Regions from separate parts of the Oryctolagus cuniculus genome. Here region 1 is linked to region 2. Evidence: chromatin contacts called from public Hi-C data. All regions are on one chromosome and are shown on one strand. The core of a region is the stretch at or near the end of the contact, and the rest is flanking DNA. Distances in the headings are between cores, read along the strand shown. Region 1 overlaps FGGY (FGGY carbohydrate kinase domain containing). Region 2 overlaps FGGY (FGGY carbohydrate kinase domain containing).

What was found. Hi-C and Micro-C count contacts between places; a contact is called where the count stands out from the background.
Region 1: a contact with region 2 is called in a Hi-C map of an unstated tissue, with 2.1 times the contacts expected there. The contact joins two enhancer-like sites. A contact is called at or near these places in 2 of 6 Hi-C or Micro-C datasets (psoas muscle and an unstated tissue).

Annotation. Positions count from the first base shown.
Region 1 is chr7:113,581,172-113,586,195 of mOryCun1.1, reverse strand. All of the region lies in intron 5 of FGGY (FGGY carbohydrate kinase domain containing), which reads left to right. Among named protein-coding and RNA genes, the nearest start is that of FGGY, 130 kb to the left of the region's middle. Within about 2 kb of position 2,910, at least 3 of the 8 cell types and tissues checked have an H3K27ac peak or open chromatin away from gene starts, as enhancers often do.
Region 2 is chr7:113,275,238-113,279,818 of mOryCun1.1, reverse strand. All of the region lies in intron 14 of FGGY (FGGY carbohydrate kinase domain containing), which reads left to right. All of the region lies in intron 4 of LOC138850643 (a long non-coding RNA gene), which reads right to left. Among named protein-coding and RNA genes, the nearest start is that of HOOK1, 110 kb to the right of the region's middle. Within about 2 kb of position 3,093, at least 2 of the 8 cell types and tissues checked have an H3K27ac peak or open chromatin away from gene starts, as enhancers often do.

The sequences.
Region 1 (5,024 bases), core at 1,661-4,160, 310 kb before region 2:
GGCAAAATTATACTTCATTCCTGGAATGAAAATGAGCAAATATCTCACGTGCATAGCGACTTACCCTTTGGACGTCCTGCTTCCAAATTTTGTGAATACTAGAAAGTATCCACTGAATCTGATTTTAAGTAAATGGACCTATGTGGGATTCCAGTGGGAATCAGAGTATTTCCAAAGATGGGGTAGACAGAGGTGGGGTAGCCAAAGAGACAACCTTTCACAGGGCCTGCTTTAGTGAGGGTCTTGTTCCTGGAGTGGGTAGATACGCACTTGAGCAGGACACTGTGAAAACAGAATTCTGCTGGTTTGCCCATAATGCACCGAAAGCAGAGGCTGCACCTTGCTGAGGGTTAGTCTTTGACATTGTTTTGGGGAGATGTGATGAGAGGAGTGAGGAAACCTTACTCATTCCATAAACCCAACACCCTTGGACAAAAGGGACTTATTGGATCCAGGACTTTTGAAATCCACTGAATTTCTAGAATTACTTTTTAAGCTTGTAGGGTTCAGGACCTCCCCAGCTACATTTTTCCAAGGACTTATACTCTGGTATTTCAGTTAAGGAGAACACACTGTGTTTCCATTCTTCTACCTTAAAATGCTTACAATATTGGATTTCTGAGATCTCAGAAGTCCCAAACAGTCCTTTTGAGTTTTTGTTTGTTTCTTTTCGCTCCAATGAGACCAACAGAAATGAATAATCCAAGTAGTAACAAAGATGCCTCAATTCACTCCCAAATTCCTAGCCACCAGCAACCTTTGAACAGAAGTCTTTCCTGGGTTTTTTGCCAACTGTTCTAGGGCATGGTTCTGATATGCCTCATACTTACTGGACCAGGAAAGCTATTTTTGCAAAATTCAGTGTTACCCAGCTATCATTAAAATTGTCTTTAAATAAGCCTTCATACAATAGCTAGTAGAGAGAATTCAGAATATTCCCAACACAAAGAAATGATAAACTCTTGAGGTGATGTGTATGCTAATTGATCTGATCACTACACATTATATTTATGCATTGAAATATACTATATCCCATGAATATGTACAATTAATTGTGTGTCAATTACAAATAAGCATACATATGTTGAGTTCTCCTTAAGCACTACCATAGCTACATCCTAAACAAAACAAAGCAAAGCAAACAAACAAAAAAAACCAAGGAAGTCTCTGACAAAGAACTAACTAACTGTAGCATAAAAGCTGGTCAGGTGGACTTGTGGCTTTGACCAAAACATTAAAAGTTAAAACAACTCCCCCCCCACCCAAATAGCAAAGAGGGGAAAAGAGAGGTGGGGAGGGACTTACAATGAAAGGAGACTTAGGAGACATGTGGGGCCCTTGTGGTGTATGGCCTTTATTTGAACCCTTGTACAAAAAATAATTGTTAAAAGAAGGAAAGTAAAACATAGGAGAAATATGAACATGGAATGGATATTGATGACACTAAGAGTTATTCTTTTTGTGATATGGATATTATAGTTATGTTTAAGAGATATTTTGTTAAAGATACACACTGAAATATTTGAAGAAAAATAATACGAAGTCTAGATTTTGTGTAGGAGGAATCAGAGTGTGGCATAGCTGAAACTTACCTCTCTTTCTTTCCTCCTCTCCTTTGCTTCCCTCCCCTCCGCTCTCCTCTCCTCTCCCCTCCCTGATCTTTTTTTGGGCTGATAAGGAAAGAAGGTATGTTTTATATCCAGTTGGCAGATGTACTTGGTATTTATTATGTGGCAGAATGAAAGACCAGCACTTTCTGGGGACTTGGGTGGGTATTGCAGACCTCTAGGGGCATGGCTTGATCTTTAAGTAGCCTCAGTCGGCTGAGGTCAAAACAGACTAGACATCCCCCGTCTCCCCTTCAGTCACTGTGATCTGTTTTTTAAAAGCACTTTGCCATCATTAGAACATGAAGGATATGAGTTGAAGTTAAGGACACTTTCTAACTTTTTATTATAGTCTGATGTTTCAAGGTAGGTGTTAAGATCTCACTCTTACTTTGTTTCTGCCTGTGATTTGGAATGGCCTCTTGGCTCTGAGATTGTGCTGTGAGGTTGGTCTGGTTTGATCATTACATGAGCAGAAAGGGTGATTGGGTTATTAGAGCCAAAAGTAGCTCCAGAAATTAAGTCATGGTGGTGAACATTACCCAAGGAGATGTTTTCTTTTATAATTTTAAAGGGTTTTTAGCAAAAAACAAACAAAAAAACAAACAAACAAAAAAACACAAGCAAACAAACAAACTTGGATAACCCCTGGAAGTTCTGGTTCAGTGGGTTTGGGTGAAATTAGAATCTGAAACTCTGTAATCTCATTAGTTTCCTAATGATTCTCCTGATCAAGTAGATTGGAAACCTACTAGATTCAATGACCTCTAAGAGATGGGAGGGATTCTAGCATCTCAGGAACAGTGGGAACTCTATTTCCACACAGTTCTGCCATGGTACGGTAACACTGAAGTTGATTGTTGTGTTATTGTTTTTACTTGCTTTTACTTATGATGACAGGCTTGTGATCAAGGCTTTGCATATCACAGTTATGTATAAACGCTTGGCAAATATGAAAAGAAAGCCAGGAAATGGAGAGACAACCGATACTTCTTGAGTGCCTGCTATTATAGTAAATTTGACTTGTACTTTATATTTTCCTCTTTGAGTTCTGGGAAGCAATGATCATCATCCAGGTTTGCACGTACTAAATTTAAAGCCCACAGAAGTTCAGAATTTTTATCTAAAGTCACGTAGTAAACATGGCAGAAGGGGTGTTTGAATCCAGATTTATCTGTCTGTTGCGCTTGCAGCCTTTTTGAACACTGCAGCCCGCTTCTGAGTCCTTGCCTGGCTCCAGAGGATTGAGTAACAGGAGGGGAGTCTGTTTAGAGATCAGGAAACCAGACCAGTGGGGCAGTCTGCCAGAACTTCCTTTACTGGGCTGTACCAGCGAGTTTGTTTTTCTCTGTCCAGTCCTGGGTAAAGGCCCCAGGGAAACTGCTTGGCAGAGGCTCATGGCAGCTGAGGGATGGAAGCCTCTTCTCATGGTTTGCCTATATCTGAATTTTTTGTTTGTTTTACTTTGGCACCTGTAACAGGTCTGAGAATGTTGGGCTTTTGTGAGATGTGAACGCCATTCAGCACACTGGCTTTCCCTGACAGGTTGAAGATCGAAATGTCAGAAGGAAAGAAAAAAATGTTCCCCAGTGGATTCTGGGCACTCCCTGACCCTCACCTGGTCTACTGCAGCCGCCCGCGTGTTCGCCTTCCTTCCTGTGGCCTGACTTCTGCTCTCCAAGTCACTTTTCTCAGACGCCTCCTACAGATAGAGGGAATCTTCAAAAAGTTCATGGAAAATGCTTACTATGAAAGAAACTCTTCGTAGACTTCAAAAAGTTTTTCACCCAAATAAACCTATCTGCTAATTCCATTTTCCCACAGACTTCTTGAAGTATCCTCCTACAGGTCTTTTTATGTTCCTTCCGAGCTAAATCCCTTCAGGGACTTCTCATTCCTTGAGGAACAACTCTAAGACCTTTCCCAGTCTTCCCTTATTGTCCCAGCTGCGTCTCCCACCCTTTGCCCTGCATCAGACAAACCAGGCCACCCTGCCTCACTAAATACATCCCAGTGCCTTGTACTTTCATGCCTCTATTCCAGCCACCTGGAGGTTTTTTTTTTTTTTTTTTTTTCCTCCTTTGATGCACCTGACAAACTTCTATACATCCTTTAAAATTCCCCTACACTGTGAAGCCTTCCTTGCCCTGCACAGCCCTCACCACCTTGCCCTACCTGTACAGGTGCATGTTTGCCTGCCTCCCTCACTAGATGCTAGGCTCCGGGGAGGGAAGAAAATGTGTGAATGTTTTCAATTTGTTGACATGGAGCCTCACAATCTATGTGGAATAACTGAAAGGAGATTTAAATGAAAAGACAAGTAAAGATGGTTCGCACCATAGGCCAGGACCTTAAAAGACATGAACAGTCCATGTTCTGAGGTTTGTGAGAGCCTTCAATGTGTTCAGCACTATGCCATGGGAAACAGAGGGGTGACTATGGTGTTGTCTTTGAGAGCCTTCCAGCCCATTTTAGAAGCAGAATTAATTTATATAAAGAATAAAAAAGAACCCTGAGAAAATATATAACTTGCTTCTAACTTACTGATGCCAGGTGGCCTGTAATGTTCCCGTGTGCATGTTGACTGCCCCCTTGTACTGTGAGCTTGCTGGGGACAGGGACTTAGCCCTGATTCCTCACACATGGAATAGCCACCAGAACACAGTAAGTGTCTGACTACATGCTCATCCAGTGGGGAAATTAATAGTGGACAAGGTCAGAGAAATGGATGACTAGTGGGGGCTCAGTGGTCAGGACAGCTTCACATGTAAACTGGCTCTGCAGAATCACTAAAGACATGGCTGTGGGCTTTCACCTTAAGTCACAGTCTTAGAAAGGCCTCTCCTGTATTGGGAGAGATATGGGTTTTAAACCAAAGCAACCTACATTCAAATTTTTTTTCTTATCAGCTATAGGGCCTTAAGATCCGTGAGTTTCAGTTTCCTCACACACAAAGTAAGACGATATTACTTTCCTTAGGGTATGCTTGTGAACAATAAAAATGGTATCATAGATAAAGCATGTAACATATATCAGGCTTTGCAGTAAGTGGTAAGCACAAACATATATAGGTGTAGTGTGCCCCAAAACCTGGGACATATGGATTCTTTGGATGAGGTAATTAAATTTGATTAACATTGTATGGTGCCCAGACAAGTAGATTATAATAGATTCCAGAGTGTTTTTAAAGATTTATTTGTTTATTTGAAAGTCAGAGTTACAGAGGAGAGACAGAGGCAGGGACGGAAAGAGAGAGAGAGGGAGGGAGAGAGAGAGAGAGAGAGAGAGAGAGAGAGAGAGAGAGAGAGAATCTCCTTCATCCACTGGCTCACTCCCCAAACGACCTCAATGCCCAGGAGCCAGAGTTTCAACCATGTCTTTCACATGGGGACAGGTGCCCAAGGACTTGGACCATTC
Region 2 (4,581 bases), core at 1,844-4,343:
AAAAATGAATTTGTTTATTGGAAAGGTAAAGAGCCAGTCTGACACAGAAGGAGCTCCCATCCAGTGGCCCTGCTGTGGCACAACAGGTTAAGCAGCTGCCTGCAACACCGGCATTCTTTATCTGAGTACCTGTTGGAGTTCTAGCTGCTCTGCTGCTGATCTGCCTTCCCGCTAATGCACTTTGGAAGGCAGCAGAGATGACCTAAATAGTTGGGCCCCTGCCATCCATGAACTCCAGGATGGAGTTCCTGCTTCTGGCTGACCCAGGCCTGGCTGTTGTGGCTTCTGAGGGGAGTGAACCCATGGATGGAAGATCTCTGTGTGTGTGTGTGTGTGTGTGTGTGTGTGTGTATCTCTTTTCTGTTGCTCTTTCAAATATATAAATCTAAAAAAAAAAAAATTCTAATTTGGGACTCTAAAAGGAAAGGGCTCCCATCAGCTTATTCAATTCCCAGACGTCCACAATGGCCATCACTGGGCCAGACCAACACTGGGAGCCCATAATTCAATCAGGGTCTCTCATGTGGGTGGAAAGAACCCGATTACCTGCTGCCTCCTAGGGTCTGCATTAGCAGGAAGCTGGAGTCAAGGGCTGGAGCAAGGAACAGAACCCAGTTACTCTGCTGTGGAACACAAGTATCTTATCTGCTAGGTCACACACCTACCCCAAGGACACTCTTTGAATGCCCCTTGAAAACTATCCTGTTTCACTCAAGAGCATTTTTGTGTAGCATGTTGTAAAAATCTCACATTTGAGAATTTATTTTTTAAAAATGTTTTATTAATATAAAGAGAACAGATTTCGTGTATTTCATAGGTAGGTACAATTCTATGAAGATAACTGTGCTTTCCTCCCTTCCCCTCTGCCTCCTTCAATCTCCTTCCTTCCTTCCTTTCTTCTTTTTCTTTAATTTTTACAAAAGCATAATTTTGATCCACTCTATAATCACAGGCTTAATGTACTACCACTGACTATAATATCCAACAAATAAAAAGTAGAGAGACCACAGTTCCACAAGAGTATAAATGAGGATAAAAACAACAATCAAATCATAAGATGTCCATTTCATTCCTATGCATTATTTTTGTACTCTATCTACAACATAGCAGAGAAAATATACACTTGTCTTTTGGGGACTGACTTATTTCACTCAGAGAAGTCACCTTCTGAGTCAATGTCCCTAACAGATGGGAAGAAAACATCCTACCTTACCCTAGGCCCTAATTCATCTCCTCTCCTCTCCAACAGCCCCTCCCCATCAACTGATGCCTTGGCCTGGAGGAGCCAATGTGTTGGGTAGAATGGCTGGGGGTGAAACTCCTACCAAATTGGCTGTATCTGTTCTACCGCTCAGCATCTCTGAGGCCTGGGGACCTTGTCAAGCCAGACTGGTTTGGATAACTAGATTGCAGCAGTCATCCCCAATCCAGCAAACTGCCTAACCACCACAGGTGGTGGAGGAGAATTTATAGACAGTTCTGATCTGAAGATTTAAGCCAGTGCTTTGACCATTAGGAAACAGGAGGCTTTTCCTGTGAATGTGAATTTCCAGTCTATTGTAGTGTGGTGGGGAGCTGGGACCCTTAACCTTCAAGGGGGTCCTAAAGAAGAAAGCAGAGAGGATTCATTTAGTGTGCTCCAGACCCTGTTGAAGCACTCCCTTGCTACTTACAACCATCCCTAGGGTCCTGATGTTGATTGCACTTTGCAGACGAGAAAGCTGAATCAGAGAGCCAGAGGGCAGATACTTGCCCCAGGTGACACAGGTAGTCATGGGTGAAGCTCAGATATAAACCAGACATCCTGACCTTGTAGCCTGCATACTGTGGAGTGCAGAAAGCCTTCTCTGTGTGGGTTCTTGGTGAACATTCCACACTGCCCTGCCCCTGTGCTTGGTTCCAGCACTGCACTCAGAAGTTTCAGTGTCGGCTTTCCCAATGCATGTGAGCTGCTAGGTCAGGGTCCAGGTCGCACGCGTCCTTAGTTGGAGTAGATGCCAGATACACAGATGTTGTTTCAAACCGGAGGAGGAGCTTTACAGGTTCTCTGTAATCTCCCTGGAGCTAAGAAGGCATCCACTGTGGCTGGTGATGCAGAAAGCCAGCTCCTGGATTCAGTGGACGAGAAGGCCTCAGCGGCTAAGCCTGATGTGTCTCTCTGGAGACAGAGTTCCCTGTGCACACCAGCACTAGCTCTAACTTGCTCCCTGTGAGTCTCACTTGCTCCCCATTGTTAGTGTCTGTATGGTTTCTGAATAACTCAGGGTTTGACTTGGATAAAAGATCAACCTCCTTTTACTTCATTTTCCTTTTTACTTCATTTTCCTAATCTTTAAGCTGCAAGAATCAAGATCTAGTTTTCGGCTGGCGCCACGGCTCACTAGGCTAATCCTCTGCCTGCAGCGCCGGTACTCCAGGTTCTAGTCCCGGTTGGGGTGCCGGATTCTGTCCCGGTTGCTCCTCTTCCAGTCCAGCTCTCTGCTGTGGCCCGGGAAGGCAGTAGAGGATGGCCAAGTCCTTGGGCCCTGCACCCACATGGGAGACTGGGAGGAGGCACCTGGCTCCTGGCTTCAGATTGGTGCAGCATGCCGGCCATGGCGGCCATTTAAGGGGTGAAACAACGGAAGGAAGACCTTTCTCTCTTTCACTGTCTAACTCTGCCTGTCAAAAAAAAAAAAGAGATCCAGTTTTCATACAAGCCTAAAGCAGTGGAATCTATGGGAGCCAACATATAAAGTATGCGGAGGGTGGCCTGGCCTGTGTCTGTGGCTTAGCCATCAGTCTCTCTCCTTCCTCACTGCATGGCGGCTTCAGAGGGTCTGTGGAACACAAGCATGGGACTCTGAATAGTGATACTTAATAATACAATGATAAGATGACCTCAGAATAGCCTAGGCCTTGAGAAAGAGTGGCTGCAGGGCTCTCACCATGTCATCTCTGTGCCTGCATTTCTGTCAGATGCGTGTGTTCCTGGCACTATCAGCTTGACCTGAGAGTGTACAGTGGGCCGCTGGGCCTCATCCCCCTTGCTGAAAACAGACTGTGTGGCGTGGCCTGGGTGGATAAGAAACTCTACCCCACTACTCTTGGAGATTGATTTTCTGTCTGGGGATCTGACCTCTTGCTGCACTGGCAGAGGGGATCAGACTGTTCTGGGAGGAGTCAGTGAGCTGGCGCTCAACAAGGCCTTCTCCTTTCTTTTTCTTTCCTTCTTCTTTTTTTTTTAGCTGTATGTTTCAAAGGGAATTTTTTATTACTTTAGGGGCTTAACACTGTGAATCATTTTTGGGGCTTAGAGCTTTGAGGATTTCATGCCTGACATCAGTCATTTGTGCTAGAAGATCACTGAAGATTTAATTCCATTAATGTCATTGGATTTTTTAAAAAATTCTTTTGGAGTGGCAGATTAGTGCCCTATTTCTTCTATTTTGTCATTTTCACAGGTCCTTTATGTACCAGGGAACTTCAAAAAGTTCATGGAGAAAGAGAAATAAAACATGATTTTATTCCGGTGCAAAAATTTAAATTCATGCATAGTTGTTAAAACAAACATTTCCATGAATCCTTTTTTGAAGACCCTTCATAAATAACTCAAGAGTAAGACTCCCGCTTAAGTTATTTCTGTATCTCCACTATCTAACACGTAGTCCAACACAGAGAGGTACACGGTAAATGTTGTTCATTCAGGTATAGTGATAACAAAATAACCATGGTCCTAGTCCTTATTACATCTCCAGACTGATGGAAGAGACAGAATAAGAAATATATGCTACATCTTAGGTCAAGCTCTATGAAGGAAAATAACAAGTTAAATGGAAGAAGAAATTAGAATAATTGATTGATGAATTAAAGCAAATAACTTCAACTGACAATCCTAAATCTGTTTCATCTCATCTCTTGGTAAATAATAATTGTTGCTATTAGACTGCTATTATCTACTTTTTCCTGAGCATCCAGTAATTCCCTTCTGTGTGTAGCATCTTACTAGCTACATAGTAACTATTTATATAGTTACTGTATCAGATTCTCAAAATAACATCTCCAGTTAAGTCTCATTACCCCTTACTCCAGGTGCAAAAAAAGAAGGCATGGGAAAGAACATTAATTTATTCATGTTCAGAGAGCTAATAAGTGGCAGAGATGAAATGTGAACCAAAGTTGGTTAGACAAAGCCTCCGTTCTGAACAAAAGAAAATGAAATTCTCATGAACTACAAAGATTATCAGCAACAGGGGGTCCTGGTTAGAGAAACACTGCATCATATTATGTGGCAAAAGGTCTACTGTATTAGGTGAGAAGATAAAAAAGAAAAAAAAAACTTTGTTAGAAAGTAGCAGGGAAAAAGGAGAAGATAGTATTCTTGAACTGGTCATCTTATCAACCTTACAACAATAAACCATCACCATGGCAACAAGAAATCTAATTAATGGCAGATGTTGAGTCACTAAAAGCCACACCAACCGAATGCCAAAATGATGTTGTAAACTTCTCTCTGCTGCCACAGCTGGGGTAATCATGCTACGGTCACATTGGAGAGGCCCATCTTTAGAGGGTGGGACAAATTCTAGACTTGGCAGTGGA